Linked DNA regions of Anser cygnoides: region 1 is linked to region 2. Evidence: chromatin contacts called from public Hi-C data. All regions are on one chromosome and are shown on one strand. The core of a region is the stretch at or near the end of the contact, and the rest is flanking DNA. Distances in the headings are between cores, read along the strand shown. Region 1 has its middle 5.8 kb from the start of TCIM. Region 2 overlaps GPAT4 (glycerol-3-phosphate acyltransferase 4).

Region 1 (7,164 bases), core at 4,332-6,831, 190 kb before region 2:
TCTTTCCTCCCACTCCAGGAGGTTTTCCCATCAAAGCCATTCCTCGTCCAGTGAGCACTCCAAACAGAAACCCCGAGGGGTGACGCAGCCACCAGCGTCCAGCTGCCTTTGGGTTATGGCGTACACCGCGATGGAGGGGCCCAGACGTCCCTGCTGCAAGAGGAGACTCTAAAAAGCCCACAGTGTGCACCAAATTGTCTTTCCACCATGCTACTGCTTTCTGTTTCTCTGCACTGCTGCTCAGCCTGTGCTTGCCTCCCTGTCCCAGTCCCGGACACTCGAACCTTCCGTAACGCACGTGCTGTGCCAGGCACGGCGGCAGGGCTATCGCGGTCTCACCCGTTGCTCAGCCCCAGCACCCAATCCACGCATCCCCACACTGAAAGAGCTGCGAGTGCAGAGGGCAGGACTGAACTGCTTCAACATCCCGGGCGTTTGGGAAGAGGGGACGAGCAGCAGGACAAGCCAGCACTGCGGGAAATGCAAAGCAACCTCTGCGGGGCAGCGGGGTGCGTCGAAGCCGTGTCTGGACTTTCTGACGTTACTGTCCGCCACCAGGACCCGTGGCCCCCACATTTATCACCACATGCTGTGCAACTCAACCACACATCTAGAACCTGTCCAGAGAAGTTTGCAGAGCTGGTGACAGCCCTGCTCACGTCCCCTGGCCAGAGGCAGCCCCTGCGCATGGCATCCAGAGGGCTCCTGCACCGGCCTCCCGCGCGCCCGACACCCACACCCGGCCCAGCAGCACCAGCAGCCAGGGGCACCGTGATGCATCATCGGCTGAAATTCTCTTTTCTTGTGAAGGAGAATCTGAAGGAAGTCATCACTGCGACAGACAAAGCAACACGAATTAAAGCATTTGCTGGTGGCACATGCTACTTTCGCCCAGACATTCCTGCTCCAAACATTTGCATAATGTGATTGATAAGGCCCTGTGACTTATGGAGTTTATAGTTCCTCTTGCCTCCTTATATTTAAATTATCAACACAAGTAATAAATAAAGTTCACCTTATAAAGCTTTTCTGATAAGCGAAGGTCACTTACCAAAGAGTTACATGTTTATTTGATTTTACAGTTGAAAAAGGCAGTTTTCCTTGGCCTCAGCCTGCTTTCTGTTTTGGCAGGCTTGTACTTCATGAACAGCAGAGCATCGTGCAGTGAGCTGGGTATAAATTGCAATTCATTGTTGTGAAACATTTGTCAGTGAGCCTGAAGTACAAACGGCCAAGTGCTGCATGCCGGCCGCTCACATTCACGGTGCTGCTTTCCCCGCTGCTGTTGACCGAGGCTGCGCAACGCGCCCCAGCCCGGTGATCGCAGCAGCCCAGGTGCCCTTGGGGCTGCGCTGACCGCGGTGGATGCCTGTGCCCAAGCAGAGGCTTGCTTTGCTCTGCGAGCCCGGCACGATCCCCGCAGGGTAGGTGCACGAGGGCGGGTCGTCTGCATTGTGCCGGGCCCTTCCTGAGCGCTCGGTGCTGCAGACTCTGTGTCTGTCTGAGCGTGTGTGCTGCATTCATGAGACAGCTCAGAAATGCTCCTGCCAGACACAGAGGCCATTGTCAGCCTGCCCCACGTAACAAAAAGAGGAAAAGGCCTGTTCAAGGTATTTCCTCCCTCCAGGAGCCGGGCGTTTCCATTAATTCTTCTCTGTGAGTCAAACTGGCTGTACTGGGTGTCCCTCTGCCCCAGCATCCTGAGGAACATGCGTCCGAATATCTAATTTTATCTGGCTTTTCTAGTGCTGCACCACAGGCAGGAGCAGGGGCAAGGGGCAGCTGGGCACCCTCAGCTTGAGCCACCCAGTCCGGCTCCGGACAGCAGCACTGGGGGAGAAGCCACAAAAAGCGGGGAGAAAAATGAGCAGAAGCCTTCTAGCACCATCGCTGGGTGGTCAGGCTGGGGACAGGCCGCGAGCAGCTTGTAGGGCACTGGAAACAAACCACCCCGAGCGAAGGGGAGCTCAGCTGCAGCAGGCGGTGCCACGGTCCGTGACCCCATTAGACACCAGTCCCCGCCTGTCCACTGCCCTCGAGAACTGCTCTTGCGTCTGTCCTGGTGATGGGAAGACAGGGTTGGAACGAGTCAAAATCCACCTCAACCTGTCCACCGTGTTCAGGAGAAAAAGGAGACGTTGCCCAGCGTCCAGTCACCAGGTACTGTGACCTGCTGGCACCTGGTGAAACCAAACACACTGCGTGAGCAGAGTCCAAGCTGAGCTGGGCCAGACCTCACGTGGCCGTGTCTGTGCGGAGGGACAGGGTGCTCCAGACAACAGCAACACCTCCCGGGCAAGTTTCCCTTCCGGACCATTGAGCAACAGGGCAAGTTAAAAATTGACTGTTCAGCTAAACTTCACGTCTGCGTCACCCACAAGTACAAACTCTCCTTTGCAAGCAGGTGATTCAGCAGCCTGGGTGCACCCGGGGGAATCGGCACCCATGGGAGGGAAGCTGAGCACAAAGCAAGCACAAAGCATCTCCCGGACGGGCGACGCCAACGCCCTCGCCTCCTCTGCAGCCCAACCCAGCAAAGCCAGCTCAGAGCCAGGGCTGACAGCACCGGGGTGGACCCGTGCTCAGAAAAAAAGGCACAGATGAAGCATATTTCATCTATGGCTGCGCAAGAAAAACCCTGCTGTAAAGCATTCTAAATGTGAGTGAAGAGCTGTAATGTGGTGAAGTTTATGGGGAGGTTAGCATGCTTTTCACAGAAAAGGGCTGGCTGGGGATTTCAAAGCACAAACGCCTCGCAAGCGGCAAAGTGATGCAACAGGGCCCTTTTGGAGTGATGTACAAGGCTGTTTATAAGAAGGAAAGCCTCCAAATTACTGTAGCCAACAGGAAATGACATGGTTGCCAGATATCTTTGCTAAAATGTAAAAGTTAAACCAGGACCAGAATCTTAATATAGGGGATATTTTCCTGACACAGTCTTGAAAAAAACACCTCATTTCCATTGAGCTGTATGCCCGCTTGGCACCCGTGGCACAGCTTGCAGGGCACATCCTGCATCTGCTGCAAGTCCAGACTCCTTAACCAAGTAATCCTTTGGGCTTTCACCACACTCATGGAAAACCCCACTTCCTCCCAGTTCCGAGTCACCAGATACAGACTGGTGATGCTCTGAGTCACACTAACATGACCAGCTCGCAGAGCTCCGATGCAAAAACCACACAGGGCAGAGGGATGCAATGCTTCTGCTTTGACATTGCCATGTATACAAGGGGCTACACACAGAATACATAAACTTGAACTGACTCGTATAATCCAAAGGAAAAAAAATTGTCATATTATGCTTGGACATATTCTCCAACCGGGTTTCTATGCGAAATTCACCTGCCAGTCTGAATGGTTAAAAAAAAAAAGAAAAAAAAGGTTCAAATCTAGATGCAGTTTTCTCTCTCTCTCTGAACTGTAAAGTACAAGACTCAATTTGTCATTTCACAAATGTGCTAGTGAGCAATCAGCCCCTCCGCCCCTGCCAGAATTTTTGGGAGGCTCCAATTTACATCAACCCGCCATCGCCTGAGTGTCATTTTTGAGCCCATTTGCAGAACGACCGCAGAGGACCGCAAGAGTTCAAGTACAAACCCAGAATTCAAAGACATGTCAAAATCTTGACCCCAGTGAAGTCCATGGAAAAAGGCCAAGCGAGTTGAAGGATTTTTGTACAGAGGTAAAAACCTTGAATATATTCTGCTGAAAATGCTGCCAAAGACACACTGTTTTTATCCCAATTCTAACAATAAGCCTCTTTCCTAAATATTGTGCATTCTAGCTGCAATAAAAAGTATGCAAAAATGCATTATGCCATTGGAGAGATTTATCAAATCCAAGAACCAGGATTTCCCTAGCTAACTGGCCAAGACATAAAATAGCTTTTTAAAGCAAAAGCAAATAAAGCATTATCTGCCTTGTGAAACTAATTATCTGCAGATCAGAGAGAAAAAAAATGACCCACGTTACCTCTAACTCCCCCCAACAACCACAGGCACTCCTTAGAGACAAAAATATATAGATAACTTTCTGCTTGCTGTGGCATTTCAGCGTCTACCATGCACACTTTTAAAAAAATGTATGGAAATACAAGATGTTGGATAAAGTAACCTGATAAAATCAAGGTGTCACATCTGCTTGCAGCAGAACTCAAAAGCCCGTTGCTAACATACACCTGGAGAAGCTGTGCCTGCCATGAGGTGTGTGACCAGCGTAAAGCAGCGCCGAGCCCAGGGACACGGGGAGCAGCTCCTCCAGACGAGCCCACGCACGCTGCCTCTCCCCCGTGCTCCTGTGCACAGGTCACGAGGCCTCCGCAAAGGGGATGGAGCCTCAGCATCAGGACCCGCACGATGCTGAATTTCGGCGTGCATCTTGTGGTCATGAGGCCCAGCAGGAAGGATTGCTTAATCCACTTGCACTCTCCAAAGCAAACTCCCCACTGCAGAGAGCTCACCGCTGTCCCAGCCTCTTCAAACCCCCCCTAACTGCAGCAGGAAGCGGCAGAGCCATGTCCAGAGCTCTGCAGACCTACACAGCCTCTCTCGAGTTCAGGGAAACTGCACGCACACCACCTGCATTGCAGATAAACCCTCCCTGCTTCTTCTAGGACTTTCCTCCCCGCTGCCTCCACACCCTGCACTGCCCCCTCCCTGCTTGGCTGCTTGCTGCTGGTTCCTGCCCACCGCCAGCCATCCCCGGCCGCTCGCGCCGCACAAACGCAGCGTGTTACCGCGAGCTTGTTCCCTAGGAGGAAAGGTGCCCAGCGTGAAGCCAGATGCATCTAAGCAATTAGTACTCAGATTAGGGCATTTTAGCAGCCTGTTTGCATCTACCTACATGAACCGATGCATATTTTTTCCTAACAGATAATGCTAATCTTTTTAAAATATTTGATATATTTACCGTACGTTTTTCTCACAGCAATTCATATCAATCCTATGTTTATCCAGACCACACGCCCCGCAAAAATCAAGTGTGTGATAAAGAAGAGCAAGCACGCAACAGAGTGAAACTCCAAAACATGCTGCCTACCAGGCACACGGCAGCTGCACTGCTGATGCAGGAGCACACAGGCTGCGCTCTCGTTCTGGGAGCAGAGGGGTTCTTCTGCCCCAGAGAGGCCACGGAGCCTCCCTCGCCCAGCGCAGGCACACACCACGCTGCCCTGGGACACGTGTCCCCGGAGCTCGTGCAGGATCACAGCAGGCTTCGTTAGCTGCTGGGCACTGATTAGCCGCACCGTCAGGACCCCCTACCCCACTGTGAGGGCACCCATCATCCCCAAGACGTGCGTGTGTTACAAACCTCTGCACGCTCAATTGCAGTGCTTGCAGTCTGCCATAAGTAAATAAATTAGGTGTAATTTAATATTTGATTGTAAGAGTTAGTGTTCTATTCTTTACAGCTTCTCAGGTGAATGCCCAGTAATTGAGCTAAATGAAGAGCCCATTAATCCTCTGGCAGTGCGGAGTGGCTCCGTGTGGCAGCGCACAGCAGCGGGCGGTGGGGGGCCCAAAGCTTCGCCTCTGCCACCCCTCTGCTGACCCCCTGCAAGGCACGGGGGCCAGGAATCGATTCCTCCTCTTCTGGAGGGACGGTGTTCCTCTGCGCCTCAAGGCACCGCACAGGGGCCACGCACCAGCCTCACCACAGGGCAGGGTGACCCAGAGAGACCTCACCGAACACCCGGGTTTGTCACAAAACCCAGGGGTAATCTGGGGTCAGCTGTCAGAGACTGCCATGCAGCTTTGCTGCTACTTTTGAGAACCTTTCGTTCTGGATAGGGAAAGCAGCTTTACTACCCTAAAGTACTTGAACTTGAAAAAGTGTTCAAATATATTCTAATAGCTTCCCAGCGTTGAATTATGTTGAATACCTGTTTGCAGGCTGTTTTTAACCTCTCTTCTGCTTTGAGCTATCCATAATAGGTTTTGGTTACTACAAATTTAAAACAATTAGAGAACTGAGAGGAGCACTTGTCCTAAAATAGCACACAGAAGGATCAAAACGTTAATCTGTTGCATCACTATTCTCAGCAACTATTGTGCAATCTGCAGATTCGAGTCCTTCAGAAACAGTTCAAACAGGCCTTTAAACTGATTACTTAACTATCATCCTTTGGGAATTACATTTGCAACATGATCTCTTCCCACTAACTACAGATAAGAGACCGTGGACATCAATGCCAGAGGAAAGCTAGCGAAATAACACCCAGTTCATTTCCGAGGGAATTCCAAGTTTGTACTTGTGTTTTCAGGATTCGTCTAAGTCAACAAGGATTGCAACTTAACCACTCCCAAACGCCACCTCCCTTTTAGCTTTGCACCCACTCTTTGTTTAGCCTTGAGGAGTCGCCCTGAAGGACGAAGAGATCTGAGCCCATCCCCAGCCGGGGCACTGCAGCGCCCTTGCCGGCTGCGCCGTGGGTGCCGCCACTGCCCCGGCGTGGGCTGGTTCCCCTCCTGACCACAACCCCATGACTAAGCCATCCCAGGGAACTTTATCTGGAAAGTCTCGTCTAAGCAACCAAACAAGCCTTCTTTGAAGATAATACCCTTGCTCCACTGCTGACTGAGCTTTGACTAAGCAAACCAAAATTATCTTTAGCTGTTTAAAACACCACCGAATCTGTCCTAGCCTGGATTTACCCTTACACAGGAAAAATCCCATTTACCTGAGCAGGAATTCAGGTTAAACATCAGCTGAGTACTGAGTGCCTAGGAGCACAATGGCAACGACACATTCTCATAGCATTTGTACCATTTACATAAAGCAGGGGCACTTTGCATGAAGTGCTCCTTCTGCCAGCGTCCTCAAGCCTTTGCCCCCTACCGGGACTGCTACGCTGCAGGGCAATGGGCAGCCACAAAAATGAGACCCACTTCTCTATGTCACTTACTTTTCAAGCTGCTGCAAACACGTAACCAAAACAGGCAGCAATTTAAACCTTCCCCCCTCCACAAGAGATTTAAAACAGAAGATAATACACCATTCTTATGCAAAAAATAAGTCAGAGTCTCCCAAGTCCCCTGTAGTGTCTGTGGTCATGGCAAGGTCCCAGAAACAGACCCTCAATCACCCCGGCTTTCCCGCTCCTTCAGCCTCCCTAATGAAGCAGATCTCTGTTCTCTGTTGGATCACTTCATGACTTTTTGACCT
Region 2 (6,533 bases), core at 1,465-3,964:
CGGGCGGCTCCGTGCGGGGCCGCGGAGCCGCCTCCCCCGGGGAGCCGCTCGGGCGGGCGCCGTGCGCCCCGGGGCAGGAGCGGAGCTGCCGGCCGGGAACGCTGCAGAGCCGGCGGCTGCAGCGCGCCCTGCGGGGGAGCGACGGGGGAGCACCGGGGCCTGCCCAGCCTCTGCCGCGTGCGCTTCTCAAGCGCCTGTCCCGGGCCGTCCTCAGGCCCAGGCTCGTGCCCTCCGGTGGCAGGCGAAGGCAGCGTCCGGAGGCCGTTCTCCCCTCAGCTCTTTCCAGCAGCCCGCGTTGGCCTCCCGCGTGCCTCTTCTGCCGGGGGCATCGCCTTCGAAGAGCCGTGCTGTCGGTTGTTGACCTTTGCCTGGTCCCCGTGCCCCGGCGAGTTCCACTTGGGCTAATCACCGGCAGTAATGCTTCCCTTGGGCTAGCTTCCTGTCACGAACTGTTTGTAAAGCAGCAGAGGGTGAGCCGCGCCCCAGGAACCCGTGTACAGGAGCAGAGGAAGTGATTCCTGCCTAGGAATCTGGGGCCTGGCTGGCTCCCTGCTCTCGGATTCCTCCGAGATGAGAGGGGCGGTAAGGTCTTTGTCACTCAGAGGCATCCTCTGTCGCTCCATTGGCTCCTCTCCTGTATTTGGGACCTGCTCAGAGAGACTGTTGACATCCTGCGCTCCGAGGGTGGTTCTAGACGCAGCTGCTCAGTGTGAGGTTTGGGTGGGAGGAAAGCGCGGAATGTGCATCTGTGGCGGTCTGAGTCCGCCGTGCCCGCGGAGCTGCTCGGGGTGATGCGTCCTCAGCCTGAGCACTGCCTCTGACAGTTCAGAGCCCGCTGTCCCTGGCCTCCTGCCACCCTCTCCAAGTTGGCGTCTCTCAGAGTTGTGCGACTTGCCTGACTTCGGTTTCTCTTTCCTCTGCTAGTGCTGGTGCCATGCGAGTGCCTAGTCTGCCAAGAAGCCAACTCGCTGTTTGAAGAGTTTTCCAGGGACACGAGCTTCATTTAAGTCTGTTACGACCCTTCAGCGTGAGTGGATGCCTGGGGCCTCTGGATTTAAACTTGTTACAGGCATCATGCAAGGATCTGCGCCAGTGCCTGCGTCCTCGCAGAAAAAACAATAATAGCTCTACATGCGGTAGGCTCCTGCAAGTGCCAACTCCCTCGATCTCCTCCAATGCAGGCTCAGGGATGGACTCCACCTTGTCCCCGTGAAGAGATACTGCATGCTCTCAGCAGCCAGAGGGGAATTCTACTGCTGGCGTCTTCACGAGCTGCCCCACGGCAGGACTTGCTCAGCGGCACCTTGGGAGAATATCCATTCACACCGTTGTTTCACGACAGTACTTGCTGCAGACCCATGGAGGAACTTGCTTGCATGCTGCGTCTCCTTTGAGCTCCTCAGCCTGCGCTGTTTGAACTCCCCGGGGCTCCTGGCAGTCTGTTTGCTTGTTTTCCCAACCGCTCTCCCTGATCCTGTTGCATTCCCTCTCTTGCAGAGCCCAAAAAAGATGTGAACTTTGGAATGGGGTCTGTGAGCAGCTGCGGACTCGGTACATGTGTAAGACTTTTGCTGAATAATAGCAGGACTGGTTAACTGCTGTGGGCAGCCTTTCTGCCTGGCTGCAGGGTTGCAGGGCGCCAGCCTTGCTTAGGCCCTTCACCATGTTCCTCCTGCTCCCCTTTGACAGCCTGGTTGTTAATCTCTTGGGGATTTCCATAACTGTCCTCTTCACTCTGCTTCTGGTTTTCATCATTGTGCCAGCAATTTTTGGAGTCTCCTTTGGCATCCGCAAGGTTTACATGAAAACATTATTAAAGATCTTTCAGGTAAGTCATGTTCTCAAAATTTTGAGTGTTGGAGAGTGTTTACAGGGGTCTTGTCAAGCATAGTCGTGCTAGGAAGAGAGACTTTTGCCCCTCAGCAGAACATCGTAGATGACTGGGGCAGGAGGTTGGTTTGCTGGTGACGCGCTGGTGCCAGATGACCTGCTGGAGTCATCCCAGCCAGCTGCAATTTATCGGACTAATGATCACGGGCTGTTGGTTTTTTTTTTTTTTCCTGTAATTAAGCCACTAAGTCTTCAGACAAAGCAGTAGGACAGGACAGCATAGGCAGTAAGTGTGCAAACAGTGCAGCTGTCCTGTACAGCCGCAGATGTGCTGGGAGGAGGTGTGTGCTTGGACGGGTTAATGTCCCAGGCAAGGCTGAGTGCTGGTGCAGTTTGATGTGGAAAGAAGCCAAAAGGGGCGTAGAGCACAATGGGGAGGGACGAGGCTGCAGTCAGTGGGCTGCTTATCTCCAGTACGTTTGGATGAAGCACAAGCAGGCAGCAAGGCGGGACTTTCTGTGGCGTGAACCTTGAGCAGTCTGTGGCCAGAACCCAGAACTTTCAAGACCTTTCTGTCCCAGAGTGCCGCCTGCTTATCTGCTGAGCCCAGCAGCCACATTTGGACCTGCGGCCTGAGGACAACCAGCAGCCCTCGCTGCCCCTCTTGACACAGAGAAGCCAAGTGGAATTTTCCAAGCTGGGGTTATGCTGTTTCCCTGACTGCCTTTGCAGAGTTATTTTATGAGCTGTCTTAACCAGCACCTCTCCTTGAATCAAGTCCCTGGTGAGACCAGAATTTTTGCCAAACTCCCAATGGATAAAACCCAAACCACCCCACGCTGCCAGCCCAGGGAAAAGGAAGAGGGTTGCCTTGTGCTTAGTAGGGAAGTTTCAGGCTTATATATGTAGTTCAGACTGCTACAGTGTTCGGTGCAGCTGCTGCTGCTTGAGCAGGGCTGATTTTTCCTGGGACGATCTCTGTACTGGCTGGCTTGGGAGGGCAGCCCTGCGGTGTGAGTGGGGAGTCCCAGGGCATTGTGCAGTGCTTCATTAACGCAGATGTCTGAAACCCTGGCTTCAAATTTAGTGACTGAACTGAGAGAAAAAATACATAAGGGTTTTGGTTTATCCAAAACGGAACATTTCACTTTACTTTTTTTTTTTTTTTTTTCCTTCTCTCCTTTCTTTAATTCAGTTCTGGAACATTTACTCTCAACACATGTTTTGGTGTTCAATTTTGAAACTATTTTTCTGAAAAGACTTTGAAATCTATTTCAGCTTTTATCAAAGGATCTTTGTAGTGGGAGAGAAGAGCACTCTGGCAGAACTGCTCACAGTTTGATGGAAAACTCAGCGACTGGGGCTGGTCATTGAGATATGTATGCCTGGGGAGTGTTATTCACAAGGAATATTTTCCAAGCTCTCAAGGCCAGTGTTGCAACCCTGGCCTGAGGGGCAGTACCTGAGTCTGGCAACTTGCAGGGCCCATCCGGGTGCTGGGGCCCGGGCTGGCAGCCACACACCTGAGCTGGTGCTGAGGGGGACCCGCCTGGTGCTCGGCAGGTGTCAGTCTGGGTTTTCTGCCACCGCGGTCATTATGCAGAGGGAGATGTGCTGGGCTGGCCAGGAGTGCCTTCTTCTCAGGCTTCCCAGCTCCTGCTGGGTCAGAGCTCCTCTTCTGACTTCTCCTGGGATGGCAGCTTCTGGACAATCTTCTGCAGTCCTGCAGTTCCTTCTGCTGGCAGAGGAAGCTGCTAAATGAGCTAGGCTCTCCACCCACAATTAGTATTCCCACATCACTGCCTCCTCATCTGGTGGTGTCAGGGGCTGAGACTGGGAGCCCTGGAGTTCCCAGCAGTTTCTGCTTCTTCCCAGGTCCCTGATGGAGCAGCTGGCTCAGAGCAGTAAGCATGTTGCACAAGTCTGCCTTCGTGAACTTGCTCTCCCAGGCTTGTATGCAGGAGAGTGCCACTGGGGTGGTTACTTGGAGGACAGGCAGGAAGACTGGTCAGAAATCCAGCCTGCAGTTTTTCCTGGTTCCCTTGGGAAGTAGATGAGAAAAGAGATTTCAGTGGATGACAAATAGTCTGGGCATGGGATCTGGCTGCGGGAGCACTGTCTGAGGGTGCTTGCTGCTGCTCCTTTGGACTGAGAAGCAGTAGCAGCTGTTAGCTGAACCGGGGAGGGGAGGATCCCATGCCCTCATGCGACTGGCCTGATGTGTATAGCAGCAACCTGAAAACACGGTGTCTGCTTTGAGTTTGGAGGAAATCAGGATGGGAAAATAGTGCCAGTCCCATGACCTGCTTCCTGATCCGCGTCACGTTCTGCTCCAGCAGGAGGGCCCGCAGGATGCAGGGGCCCCCTGGAGGTTGTGCAGTGGTAACCACGTGCAAGCTACAGCAGAGCCTCCAGGACACGGAGGCTGCAGAAAGTCTTGCTGTGCCATCTCACCACTGAGCACCTTCCATCTTCTGGTGCTCGTTCTTCCGCTGGGGCTCTGCTGTGCAGAATGGCACGCTCGTGTGTGCTGCGTATTAAGGCTTTCCTAGGTGCTGGTCACCTCCCCATCAGTCCTCCTGCCCCGCTGTAGACAAATCTCTGCTGTAAGAACTTTCTTCCCAGCCCAGTCCCTGCTTCCACCTCAGTTCAGTTGCGTGTTCATGACTCACACTCAGTTCTGTACGGAAGCCTCCTGCCTTCATCTCATCTTCTCCCGTTAACTGTGGTCTTCCCTGAAAGCCAACTGTAAAACGGGAATTCTGAAGTGGAGCTACAGGCTTTGACAATCTTGATTGCCATGTGTGTCTCTTGCAGTGGGCAACACTGAGAATAGAGCGTGGTGCCAAGGAGAAGAACCATCCGTTATACAAGCCCTATGTCAATGGTAAGATCGTGCCCTGCGTGGGCACACATGAAGTTCAAATTTCTGTATGGGAGCTGCGGTAAATGGAGTGTCTGAGCAGCTGAGGTATGATGGGAAAGCCTCTCCTTGCAGGTGGATTAGCTAGGTGGCTATGGAGAGATCAAGTGCGTGAGGCACCTAGAGCTTGCTTCATGTCTAGGTAGCTGGGAGGACTGGTTTGTTCCTGTCTGGGCTGGAGGACGGAAGGGAAACCCTGGCTCTCAGCTGCCTTTGAGCGGGCAAGTCACGCTTTGCTCAGAGCTGCCCGTGGCCTCTTACAGGTATCATTGCAAAAGAGCCAACATCACTGGAAGAGGAGATCAAGGAGATCCGCCGGAGTGGCAGTGGCAAAGCCCTGGACACCCCTGAGTTTGAGCTCTCAGATATCTTCTATTTCTGCCGCAAAGGCATCGAGACCATCATGGATGATGAAGTGACCAAGAGGTTTTCAGCTGAAGAGCTGGAGTCCTGGAATCTGCTCAGCAGGACCAACTACAACTTCCATTACATCAGTCTGCGTCTCACTGTTCTCTGGGGACTGGGTGTTCTCATCCGCTACTGCTTCCTGCTGCCCCTCAGGTGAGTGCTGCTGTGAAACGCGCCCAGTGAGGTGGTGCTGCGGCCTGTTGCTGCTGCAGCAGGTGCAGCTGGTCCTCAAGTCCCACGGACCCTGCTCAGCACGATCAGGAGCAACCGGCTATGTGATGTGCAGGGCCTGTGGCCTGGATTTGCTAGCATTTAACTTCCCTCTTTCTGCAGGATAGCCCTGGCGTTTACTGGCATCAGTTTGTTGGTGACTGGTACTACAGTAGTGGGATATTTGCCAAATGGAAGGTAAGGTGGTCTTTGAGAGAAAAAGGGATGGGGCAGCCCCATGTGCCATTTGAGACCTGATAATCCTGAATTTTTCTGGAAAGGCCTGTCTGTTCTGCCTGCTGCAGACGAGGCACAGGGTCCCGGCATCTGTAGCCTGTCAGGAACTGACTCCCTGTAATTTTAAACAAAGGACCTAAATACGAACGTTATGCCCCTTGGCAGATCTCTCAGCCCTGGGCTCTGAAGGGAATAAAACCAGAAGAGAACAAAGGCCTAAGTTTGCTTCTCAGGAGTTATGAATCAGTGGTCATAAGCTGACAGCAAATCCCAGTAGGAGATGTGTTTCTATGGGCATATGAAGTCTCAGTTGGATCTCATGGCCTGAGACAGCTGGGCCAAGTGGCACAGTCACAGGGAGCCGGGGGTGATAGTCTCTCTTCTGGGCTGCAGGTGTAAGGAGTTCCTCAGCAAGCACGTCCACCTGATGTGTTACCGAATCTGCGTGCGTGCCCTCACAGCTATCATCACCTACCACGACCGGTAAGGAAGTGCTGCCTGCTGCAGATCATCCTTCCCCACCAGCCACTCTGTGCTGTGCCTCTTGTAGGCCTCCCTCTTCATCCCTCTGCCCTCATCTGTGTCTTTGGTTTGCATTTAGAGAAAACAGACCCCGAAATGGAGGCATCTGCGTGGCCAATCACACATCCCCCATTGACGTGATCATCCTTGCCAGCGATGGCTACTATGCAATGGTAAGGTCTGCGCCCCAGCTCTGCCTGCCAAGGCCTGGCCACATGTATTTTTGGAGCAGCAAGTATATTGCATAGGGCATGTTGTGGGCAGAAAGAGGCTTTTGCACATGCAGAACTGCGTGAACTCTCAGACCCTGTGCACTGATACCCTGTTGCGTTGCTTTCCAGCAAGTTTGCCTGGAATTCAGAGCACCAAGGCATTCTGGCCACCGCTTTGCAAGGAGAGTTTT

Evidence for each region. A called contact is a pair of places that touch in the nucleus more often than the background predicts.
Region 1: a contact with region 2 is called in a Hi-C map of liver, with 3 times the contacts expected there. The contact joins two enhancer-like sites. A contact is called at or near these places in 2 of 7 Hi-C or Micro-C datasets (both in liver).

What each region holds. Positions count from the first base shown.
Region 1 is chr26:543,083-550,246 of Taihu_goose_T2T_genome, reverse strand. No RefSeq gene overlaps it. Among named protein-coding and RNA genes, the nearest start is that of TCIM, 5.8 kb to the left of the region's middle. Within about 2 kb of position 5,581, at least 1 of the 3 cell types and tissues checked has open chromatin away from gene starts, as enhancers often do. A contact at or near this core is called in liver, where this site is marked.
Region 2 is chr26:347,947-354,479 of Taihu_goose_T2T_genome, reverse strand. It overlaps GPAT4 (glycerol-3-phosphate acyltransferase 4), which reads left to right. Exons shown (of 13, transcript XM_066983434.1): 2 at 925-1,828; 3 at 4,648-4,717; 4 at 5,017-5,314; 5 at 5,495-5,569; 6 at 6,002-6,091; 7 at 6,210-6,303. The coding sequence starts at 1,664. Among named protein-coding and RNA genes, the nearest start is that of GPAT4, 3.9 kb to the left of the region's middle. Within about 2 kb of position 2,714, at least 1 of the 3 cell types and tissues checked has open chromatin away from gene starts, as enhancers often do. A contact at or near this core is called in liver, where this site is marked.